Linked DNA regions of Mus musculus: regions 2 and 3 are each linked to region 1. The links are chromatin contacts, called in public promoter capture Hi-C maps. All regions are on one chromosome and are shown on one strand. The core of a region is the stretch at or near the end of the contact, and the rest is flanking DNA. Distances in the headings are between cores, read along the strand shown.

Region 1 (3,612 bases), core at 513-3,012:
TGTCCAAGTTTAATTCTTCATTTCCTCTATCTTATTACACTTTTCTTGTCCACTTGCCTGACCAAAGACACTGGGCTTTAAGCTAGTTACTCAAAGCTGTAAGTACATAAAACAATGTTTAAAATGACAAAAAGTCCTGTCTCAATTAGGGTTTCATTTCTGTAAAAAGACACCATGACTAAGGCAACTCTTACAAAGGACAACATTTAGTTGGGGCTGGCTTACAGGTTCATACGTTCAGTCCATTATCATCATGGCAGGAAGCACTGTAGCATCCAAGCAGATATGGTGCTGTAGAAAGAGCTGAGAGATTCTACATCTTGATCCGAAGGCAACAGAAGGGGAACTGCCTTGTGTAGGCAGTTAGGAGGAGGCTCTCTTCCACACTGGGTGGAACTTGAGCACTAAGAGTCCTCAAAGCCTGCCTACACAGTGACACACTTCCTCCAATAAGGCCACATCTCCTAATAGTGCCACTTACCATGGGCCAAGGATATTCAATCCACCACAAGTCCTATGGGGGGAGGGAGTTATTTACTATTTCTAGACCCCAGCTACCCATTCATGTGCTGGGATGATCATTCAGGAACACAGTCCTGCATGCTCTGAGCGGCAGAGTGATGCAGCCAGGATGCAGGGCTGCTCCCAGCAGAACCCACCCTGCCTGGTCTCTGACCTGGGCCTTGTGTGTCGCTGACACCTGCTCCTGCCACTGCAGAGATTGTGATGCATAAACATTTTCCTGAATGAAGGAGCCAATGCACATCTGTTCTGATCGGGCCGAGAACTGATTAGCATTGGATCAAACTCTTGAGCTATAAGACAGTCACCTGGAGCTTTTAGTTTCGTGACATTGTCAGACAGATTGACAAGTTCGGGCTGTAAAAAGTTGGCCTGTAAGGACCATGGTTTTCACTGAACTCAGTTGTGGAAGAATTGAAATAAAATTTATTAAGACCTGACACAACGTAGCTGTGTTGACTGAGCACCACTCGTGATAGGAATGTTCTGAGTGAACCGTACGCACACTGCAAGTGTACACTCTCAGGAGACCAAAAGAAGTGGCCGCAGTATGGCGTAAGGCAAGGTCTGTTGCTTTTTAAGGAATTTTCCATGCGTTTGCTAACATTGCTTTCCTTGAGCAGATCCAGCATGACTTGATAGTGCGCACTACAGGTAAAACCCAATGACACATTCCCACCTCACAAGCTGAGCTAAGCAGACAGCCCTGCCCTCTCCCAGACACACCTCTCTCTGGACAAAGCATGAGATTACCTCCATATCAGCGCCAGGCTGCAGCTTCTGTCTTGGACATAGTCCTTCGTCTTCTTGAGAAGCAGTTCCACGAAGTCAGGATTACCTTTCCTGGCGAAAACCCAGTACAGAATGGTATTCACGCATATTTCAGTAAACTCAAGGTTAAAGTTGAGTTCAAAACGGTGTCCTGACTTTTCCACAAAAGCAATATAGTCCGTGAGGAGTATGTCAAAGCCGTCCAAGTCAACATACCTCAGGATTTTTGCCAGGGTTCTGTAAATCCTGGGTTCATAGCAGTGGTATCCCCATTGGCCCAGAAACTGCAGAGAGGGCCGCTTAACTATCTTGTCAACAAGGTTACAGAATATATTGCTTCTTGGAAAAGACGTCTTCCGGCATAATTTAGAAGAGTTATTCATTGCTTCTTAAGGGTAGGAAGAGCACGGTGGGCAGTCATGCTGCCATTCCTCAGTCACAGGCCTTGATAATGTGGGAGGCTCTACTCCAGACGCAGGCGTGCCCCTCATCAGCCAGAGGGAAGGCAGCAGGGTGACATCACAATACCTGCAGAGCCGTCATCAGCCCGGGTCAGAAACCTGAGGCGGTTGTGAAGTTGGTGACATATGAAAAACCTAAAGGATAGCAATGGCATGCAGGAGAGCTAAGAGGAAACTTTACAAAGATTCCACTCTGTCTATGCCGTGTGTCTCTCAGGTGTGAGAAGCACCCTGTGTACATCACACTACATATTAATATTGATTAGTCATGTGACCCTAGTCAGGTACAGCTCGTGAGATCTGCGTGAGTGCTGCCTTCTCTTAGGCCTCACTGGTTCGTTCCCGTGTAGGAGGGAGTCTGCCATCCCCACACGTGACACCCTCGTAAATAAAATCTCGAAATGTGGTTTTGGAATGTTTTTTCTGCAAGCCTGGCAGAAAGTATATAATTGGAATATCATTTAAAAAATAAACACATGGTTTGATATTAAGTACATTAGAAATGCAATTACTTACATAATATAAGGATATAGATTAAATTTTTTAGCCCTTTAAAACTTCAAATCTAGGCTGGACATATAGTTTAAATGGAGAACCCTGGTTTCTGTATTTCAGAGAACAGAGTTGGTCCAGGCATTGGTAAGGATGAAGACCTGGGGCTTCCTATTCTGTCACTTTGCTGACATACCCCATTTCTATATCTTAGATGAAGCATATTACACAATAGATAACAGCTCCCAGGGCCAGTGAGACAGCTTAGTGAGTAAAAGTGTGATGTCAAGCCGAGAAACCTGCGTGGGATCCCAGAACCCAGATGTTAGGAAAAAATGGATTTCTGCAAGTTACCCTCTGAGCACATGCACACAGTGAGATCTGCATATAAACACACACACACATACACACACATTTACACACACACACACACATTTACACACACACAGATACACATACACACACACATAAACACATACATACTTATGCACACATGTACAGAGATACCATGCTTACATACAAAAATAAGATGCAAATCAACATTAAAAACACAACCCATGAGGTTATTGAAATTACCACTTAAAAGTCTTAGTGCATCATTGACTTTTGAGAGACAGGGAAATCGATGGGTTGGATTAATTGGAACATATTTAGTTGGGTTTAATTCTGCAAAGTTTTCCAATGTTTTGTTCTGCCACAATTATGTGGCTCCTTTTATCATTACTTTTATATCATGATGAATCTTCATATTCATCTATAACCATACTTGATGTATGAACTAATATCTTTTGAAAGATGTTTAAATGTTGAGTGTTTCTATCTAGAAACTTAAGATGGACATTCAATTATTTAAGTCTCCCTTTCAGATCAGCCAGTTATGACTTCCTTTTTGAAAGGGATGTATTTTCTTATGTATCTGTGTGTGCATATATGCAGAGGCCAGAAGAAGGCAAATGGCCTTGTCTACCAGTCTGAGCCTGTTCCTTTCAGGCGTACTCTCTCCCTGCGCTCCAGTGATCCTCCTGCCTCAGATCTGGACTCCTGTCCTCATGATTAGAGAGCCTGTTGAACTCTCTCTCCAGCCCAGAGTTTCCATGATTTCCTTCATCAACAACCTTGATACATTTCTCCATACATTTGTTTGTTTCTATGTACTTTATATGGTTAGTAAATAGTTGGAATGGAATTTTTCCATCATATATCTAGCTGTTCACTGTTGAAATGTTAAAAAATACTTGAATTCTTTGTATGGATTTAATTACCAGAAATCTTACTAGGCTTTCTTATTAACCATATTCTTTTCTAGTTTCTTCTTTTGCATCTTCCCCAGAAACAGTGTCATCTGAAAATAAAAATAATTTTGGCA
Region 2 (3,612 bases), core at 795-3,294, 1.5 Mb after region 1:
TGAATGTCCACCCTTCCTATCTCCTCTGCCCAGCCAGATGCTGGCCAGCTCTTTAGTAACCGGTCAGAGATAATTGGAGAGCATCTTTCTACACAGCACCGATGCAGGAGGTGGTTGAGTAATGATAATGCCAGCATCCGGACTGTAACCAGATCTCTGGGCACAGAAATCAGCATCTGAATGCACAGTGCACAAGACCAAACCCCAACAGGGCATGGTATCAACCCCCAGTAATCCCAGCACGCTAGAGTTGGAGACAGGAGGATCAGAAGTTCAAAGTCACCCATGGCTAAGTAGAGAGTTCAAGAACTGTGTGGTATACATAAGACCTTGGCTCAGAATAAGCAGAAGTCACGCTCACAAAGAGAGAATGTGTGAAAGCACGGCGTGGTGGCACACGCTCTTAGACCCCGAACTCAGAAGGCAGAGGCAGGTGGATCTCTGTGAGTTGAAGGCCAGCCTGATCTACAAAGAGAGTTCCAGAACAGCCAGAGCTATGCAGAGAGATGCTGTCTCAAAAAAAAAAAAAAGAAGAAGGAGAAGAAGAAGAAAATATTTGAAATATATATAAGTATATAGAAATATGTAAAGCTTATAAGAGGCATGCATACAAGTATTTATATAATATATATATATACATATATATATATGTACATATACATATATTTCTAGAAAACAGTAACAAAACACACACATACACACAACACCAGAGCAAAATCTCCTTTTCAGAAATTCTTGAGATTGTGTCAGAACTCTAAGCATATCCCACCGAGTCCTAAGTCACCTCCCCACCTCATTCAGGAACCAAGGTCCTCTTTGGTTGGCCTTTGCTGGGGAGGCGACTCCAGGACACTGTCAGCTGGGGCCAGCAACTGATGCAGGTGTTTAAACAGGCGTGATGGCTGCTTTGATGAGAGACGATGTATTTTACATGTTTGTAAGTGTGCAGGTAGCCTTCAAAGCCATCAGAGAACATTCCATCCTCATGGAACCAGAGTTCTGGACTGTTGTGAGCTGCCTGCTGTGGATAGTGGGAATCTTGTACAAGAGAGATGAGCGCTTTTAACTGAGCCAGATCCTTAATGTTTGATTTTTTCTTTTTTTTTTTTTTTTGTTTTGTTTGCTTTTGGAGATAGGATTTTTGTGTGTAGCCTCGGCTATCAGAGTTAGCCTCAGACTCACAGAGATCCGCCCATCTCTGCCTTCTGAGGGCTTAAGGTATGCACCACCACACAGCTCTGATGGTTGATTTTTAACCCTCAATCTAGAATACTTCATTCTTAACTTCATTGCTAGTCTTAGGTTGCTAAATTTAGTGGAAGATTAAAAATAAAAGAATTAAAATAATAATAATGCATCATTTATATATGGTCCATTCATCCTGCCTGTTACCCTCACTTACTTGAGGGCTGAGGGGCTGTGATAGAACTTGCTTGGTTGCTTGGTGGAGGAATTAATTAAACAGCCTCATATGCTCAGCATAAACTCTACCAAGGACCTACATTTCCAGCCCAGAAATTCTTAATTTGGGATCCACGATGGGTTTCTGGGCCTCAAAATGGTGTGCATGTGCGTCTGTGCACCTGTGTGCGGTGTGTGTTTGTAATGTTTACTTTAATAAATAATGTTTGTTTGTTTGTTTGTTTGTTTTGGTTTTTCGAGACGGGGCTTCTCTGTAGCCCTGGCTGTCCTGGAACTCACTTTGTAGACCGGACTGGCCTTGAACTCAGAAATCCGCCTGCCTCTGCCTCCCGAGTGCTGGGATTAAAGGCGTGTGCCACCACGCCTTAGCTCTGGCCATTTTTTATAGGAAAAACCTCCATCGTTTTAGTCAGATTCTCTGAACGGTCCTATAGTCCTAAGAAGTTACCAACTCCTCTGACAAGGTTTATTTATATAAAGGGCTGCCATTCTCCACTGAGCAGCAGGCTAAGCCAGAGCCCACTGCCCTGAACAAACATGGCGGGAGCGGCCTCGCACGTAGCCCCTCACGCAGTCCGCCCGCGGCCCCTCCACTTTCCTTACCTTTGCGTCGTGACCCCGGAAGAACTCCGCCTCCCGCAGCCAGAGGCTGCTAGGTGCGGGCTGCGGCTGGGAGACCGAGGAGGCTCAGGTGCTGGCGGGCGCGGGGCAGAGCGGGCGACGGGCCGGGGACCACACCGCTCGGAGCGCGGGGCCCGCAGAGCGGAGAGAACGGCGGTGAGCGGGGACGGGGACAGCGCGGGCGGCGGGGACCTTAGCAGCTGCCTGGGTGCTGATGACGCCCGTCACGGGGCGGCTGCGGAGAAGCCGTGGCCCGCTCACCAGAATTCTTGAGCACCTGCTCTTTTGGGAGCCGCCCAGACATCTTGTTTTTAGAATGATTGTTTTTATTCGGCCAGCGTCTCACCCTGCAACCCAACAGACTGCGTGTCTGGAACTCACTTCAGAGACCACGCGGGGGCTCCCGCTGGTGGTAATCCTCCTGCCTCAGCCTCCCTAGTGATGGGATTATAGGCGTGACCACTAGCCATCTTGGTTTTACACAGAGCTCACAGGCGATTATTGTTACCAGGTTATTGTCAGTAACGACTACTTATTCCATTGAAATATCTCCTCAGATAACAAGAGGAGTTGTTGCATGCGTGGTCTTAGCACGGGGCAGGTGGAGGCAGAAGGATCAGAGATTCAGGGTCGTTCTCGGTTACCTAGTGATTCCAGGCCTGCCTGGCCAGCATGGAACCCCTCGAGTGTGTGTGTGTGTGTGTGTGTGTGTGTGTACAGCCTCAGAGTTTTAAGTTGTGTATATTCGCACTTCGTGTCATATAGGCTCAGTAGCAGTTCACTTCTTGCTCTTAGAGTCAGAGTTGTAGAATAGAATTTCAGGATGTTAAAAATGAAAACTCCGGTGATTGACACTTTTAATAAACCAGTGCTTGGTGCATGCAAAGAGTGAGGTCATTTGCAGTGATGTTTTATGGTTTCTTTTACAAATTTGAATAGTCATAAAACTGCTTCCATGTTTATTTTCATTATACTTCTGTAAGAAACCGGAACGCCTACTGTGGAAGTTTGTCAGCTAGTGACGATCATGTTTAGATTCAGTTTCCTTGGTGATTTTCAGTAAGAAGAAACGAGGTATCTAGAATTCAAAAGTAAAGGTTTGTCCGGATTCTTTGAGCAAAGTGCTGTGCCAAGCTCAAATAAGCACTTCGTCACTGGTATTTTTTATTTTATTCCTTTAAATATATGAGTGTTTTGCTTGCATGCCCATGCACCAGGTACGACAGTCCGTGGAGTCCAGAGGAGGGTGTGGAATTCCTTGGAACTGGAGTTATAAATGGCTGTGAGCCACCATGCTGGTGCTGAGAATCAGCCCTGGCTCTTGAACAGCCAGTGCTCTGCACTGCCGACCCTTCTCTCTACCCTAGGGTATTTCTCAGTTATGAATGCACACAGTTGTGAGTGGATTTGTACTTTATAAATGCATCTTCTGTGAGCAGCTGGGTGCACTAACAACAGAGAACTCATAATTCTGTAAGTACCCAGACTCTAAAGCCGTGGTTCCATACCCGTGGCTGGTGACCCCCTGGTAGGTCACAGGGGTTGCCTAAGACCATCGGAACACACTGA
Region 3 (3,612 bases), core at 728-3,227, 1.2 Mb after region 1:
GTTCTGATGGCCCTTGGGCCAGTGACCACTTTGCAGTTTAAAGCAGACCCCAGCTCTCCACCACTCAGTCCTCTCTTCCTCCTTCAGCTCCTCCCAGCAGAAAAGATTCTTTGACTGCTCACTAAATCTTACGCTAAGGATTTCAGGCCTTCTACTCAAATGTTTAAGTTGCTCCAACTTTTCTTAAGGGCTGGGTACTCCAGTGTTAAAAGACCCAACAGAATCCTTCCTCTTTCCCTACTTCCAACTCCCTATCACTGAAAGGCCATTAACTTAAGAATATATGAATTCTCTGACTTGGGTTTTTCCCCCCTGGAAGAGCTCCTGGAGGAGCTCATGATAAGTGGTGTCTGTCTGTCTGTCTATCGTCTGTGGTGTGTGTGGGAGTGTCTGTCTGTGGTAAGTTTGTGGGGGGGGGAGTGTCTGTCTATAGTGTGTATGGTGTGTCTGTATAGTGTGTGTGTGGGGGGGTGTCTGGTGTGTGTGTCTGGTGTGTGTGTCTGGTGTGTGTGTGTGTGTGTGTGTGTGTGTGTGTGTGTTTGTGTGTGTGTGTGTGTGTGTAGAAGCAAAACTGTATCCAGCTCCAATCGCCCGGTTCTTGGCTCCTTGGTGCCCTGGCTGCCCTGGCTGCGTTGCGGGCTGGGGAGTGACTGCAGCCCGCGCGTCCCCACCCCCGCGCCCCGCGCCCGCCCGCGCAGCGTGACTGGCGGCCGCCGCAGCGAGCTCCGGAGGCGCGGGCCGAGCGCGCAGAGCCGGGAGGCGGCGGCTGGTGGCGTCGGCCGCGTGGTCCTCCTCCGCGCCCCTCCCCTGGCGCTCGCGCTGCCTGCGCCCGGGAAGCCGCTGCTGCTCGCTGCTGGCTGGCGCGGGGACCGGCGCGGACGCGGGGGCGACGGGAGCGCGGACTGCACAGCTGCCCGGGAGTCGCTGAGGGGACCCCGGCCTGAGCGCATCCAAGTGAGGGCTGCGCCCCGCCAGCCCCAACCTCGGGAGCTTCCCCTCCTGCTCCCCACTGCACGCGCGCCGTACAGCCATGAACACCAACGACGCCAAGGAGTACCTGGCCCGGAGGGACATTCCTCAGCTTTTCGAGGTAAGAGGCTGGGGTGGCCAAAGGATCCCCAGCGAATGTCCCGAGGGCCAGTGCCCGGCTGCACCTTCCGGTGTAGGGTCCCTAATGAAGGCGCTCACAGAGGCTCGCCGTTCCCTTCGCCCCAGACAAGTCGCCTTGTGCGCTCGGGTCGCTCGGGTCCTTTTCAAATGCAGGCTTCGAAACCCGTATCTTGGGATCAAGTTTCCCTCTTCAAGCTGGGTACTGGATGCAGGCTGTCCCCAGAGTATCCCTCCGAGATGGGCACCCAGAATGGACAGCAGATCGTGGCCTGGCAGCACTCTCTGGGACTGAGGGTCAAGCCAGGTGAGACCAGTGTCGCCCACACGGAGGCAGGACAGGAAACTGAAGGTTCCAGAGTCCTAAACATTCCAGGCGCCAAGCGTTGGGACCCCTTGCAGGGGAGGGAAAGCGTGGACGAAGCGACTCTCCCGGGGGGGACGGCTTGAGGAGAAGGATGAAGATGGAGAGGGAGAAAAAAAACCCACACACGCATATATACACACAGCCCAGCCGATCCAGTGCAGCGCTATCTCCTGGGTCCCTGAAGCTCTAAGCGGCCAGTCAATGAACTCCCGAGCGCGTTTGCTGGTTGCTTGAAAGGTCCTCCCAGCCTCCAGCGCCAGCCCTCGCGCCCACCTACACAGACTGGGTTCGACTGGGAGCGGCCAGACAGGCGTGACTCCTGTTGCTGGCCTCTGCTGGGCTTAGCAGCAGCATCCAGCATCCGCACCAGGGACAGGGGATAGGAATGTGAGGAAGGAGGCTTGAGGAATGAGCTAAAGGTACCTGCTTCCCAGAGAGAAGTCCTGCTTCCTATTATTCTCTCCACATTCCGTCTTAAAACACCCTAAATCCGAAGCGCTTTTGCTTAGGTTATAAAACAAAATAAAAATTAAAAAAAAAAAAAAGGACGGCACCAATCCAAGCCTCATAGGATGAGCCTTAAAAATTTTGGCCTCCAATTCTGAAGGAAATGGAAGAGTAATATTATAAACCAAAGGCCACACATTGTTCTTTTTCCTGTTTAGGGGATTTTTTTCTGTTAGAAGGAAAGTGCAGTGCTTAAGACAATAATTTTTGCAATACCCCCAAACTATGTTTATTTAACCCAGGATACCATAATTACAGTGCTTGGACAGCTTTTTTTGCTGTTTTTGTAAATGTGGAAATGAAGAGCTGAAATATTTTTTTAAATTATAAATGTTAAGACCAAAACCGATTTTATTTCTATGCTTCTAAAAGAATGATAGATACACGCCTGGCGGAGTCTCCTGACATTTCTCTTCCGTGGTGCCAGGTAATGTACAGGGAGCCAGGGTGGTCTGCTCACAGAACTCTGTATGGAGTGTGCTAATGAGCCCTGGTAGGTAGCTGCTTAGGCTTCAAGCTTCCCGTTGGCTTTTCTGCATATGAATGGAATGTCCCCAAATACTGCACACACTCAAAAGGACGTCAGCTTGCTTACCTGAGAGGCACTAAACGCTGTATACTGAGACTCAGTTCAGGACAGCAAAGAGCTGGAGAAGACTATAGAGACTTCTAGGTTCCATTTGAACAGTGAGACCGATTCACTGCACAGCTTAGAGGGAAGCAGGACCTGATTGTCCATGTGACGAGTACAGACCACAAAAATCCAACACCTCAGATTTCTAAAATGGATTTTCTGTGCCAGAATCCACACTGTTCTAAGTTTAACCAGGTGCCTTCCAAAACCCCAGATGGTTGCAGATAGATAGTACATGCCATTACAGATCACAGTAACAGGTGGCTGATGCAATGTATCACCACCAAAGCCTAGAATATAATGGAACTTTTCAGATCTCTTTGGGTGGTACAGAGTATCTGCTAGGTTTGTGGTTGAAAAGTACTCCCGCTTTAAAAATAAATTAAAAACAAAACACAACAGAACGTTTGCAGCTGGTTCTGCTGTGTTCCTAATTCGCCTTTGTAATATAACTATTGGTCTCTGACCTTAGATCAGAGGTTGGCAATTAGTTGAATGCTATCAAAAGTCTAACTAGATTATTTACATATTCAGAGGGTTAACTCAGAGACTAAGCAATAGCACCAGTAGACTACCTATATTCAGTCCTGGGCTGCTGCTGGCACTTAGGAAAAAGGACTTAAGTTACCAGTGAAAGACTGAAGCTCACTGTTACCGATTTAAGAATCAGTGCCCTTTGGGGAGCTAGTTTTGTTTAGGAAAACTTGAAATGTCTGTCTCCCAGTTGGAAAACTTGCCTTGCGTATACCCACCCAACTTAAGCCTTTAGGAAAAGACAAAATTAACAGGCCTGGATTTTAAGTATTAATATTGTGGCTGGGTTATATATGGGGTTGAGAGAATCTGGTATTTTGATTTACCCCATTCCATGTTTTTATAAAATATACAAAGAAGGTTTTATGAGAAGCTGGCTCGGAGTCCTGAACCTAAGACCATCTGAGTAAGTATGCTTAAGAAATCCACTGATAACTCTGAAACACGATCTGCTGACCCAAAC

What was found. Promoter capture Hi-C pulls out the DNA fragments that hold promoters and counts their contacts.
Region 2: a promoter capture Hi-C map of hippocampal neurons shows a contact between it and region 1, with 2.6 times the contacts expected there. The contact joins the promoter of Miga1 here to the promoter of Asb17 in region 1. A contact is called at or near these places in 2 of 39 promoter capture datasets (the C10 cell line and hippocampal neurons) and 1 of 115 datasets of contacts at active chromatin or transcription factors (embryonic forebrain).
Region 3: a contact with region 1 is called in a promoter capture Hi-C map of hippocampal neurons, with 5 times the contacts expected there. The contact joins the promoter of AI115009 here to the promoter of Asb17 in region 1. A contact is called at or near these places in 4 of 39 promoter capture datasets (embryonic stem cells, hippocampal neurons, pre-B cells and 1 more), 1 of 115 datasets of contacts at active chromatin or transcription factors (embryonic forebrain) and 1 of 9 other capture datasets (liver).

Annotation. Positions count from the first base shown.
Region 1 is chr3:153,842,397-153,846,008 of GRCm38.p6, reverse strand. Asb17 (ankyrin repeat and SOCS box-containing 17) reads right to left here and starts at 1,762. Exons shown (of 3, transcript NM_025758.4): 1 at 1,276-1,762. The coding sequence starts at 1,676.
Region 2 is chr3:152,338,839-152,342,450 of GRCm38.p6, reverse strand. It overlaps Miga1 (mitoguardin 1), which reads left to right and starts at 2,044. Exons shown (of 16, transcript NM_174868.4): 1 at 2,044-2,199.
Region 3 is chr3:152,665,278-152,668,889 of GRCm38.p6, reverse strand. It overlaps AI115009 (expressed sequence AI115009), which reads right to left and starts at 1,977. Exons shown (of 4, transcript NR_040386.1): 1 at 1,058-1,977. It overlaps Ak5 (adenylate kinase 5), which reads left to right and starts at 530. Exons shown (of 14, transcript NM_001081277.2): 1 at 530-1,090. The coding sequence starts at 1,031.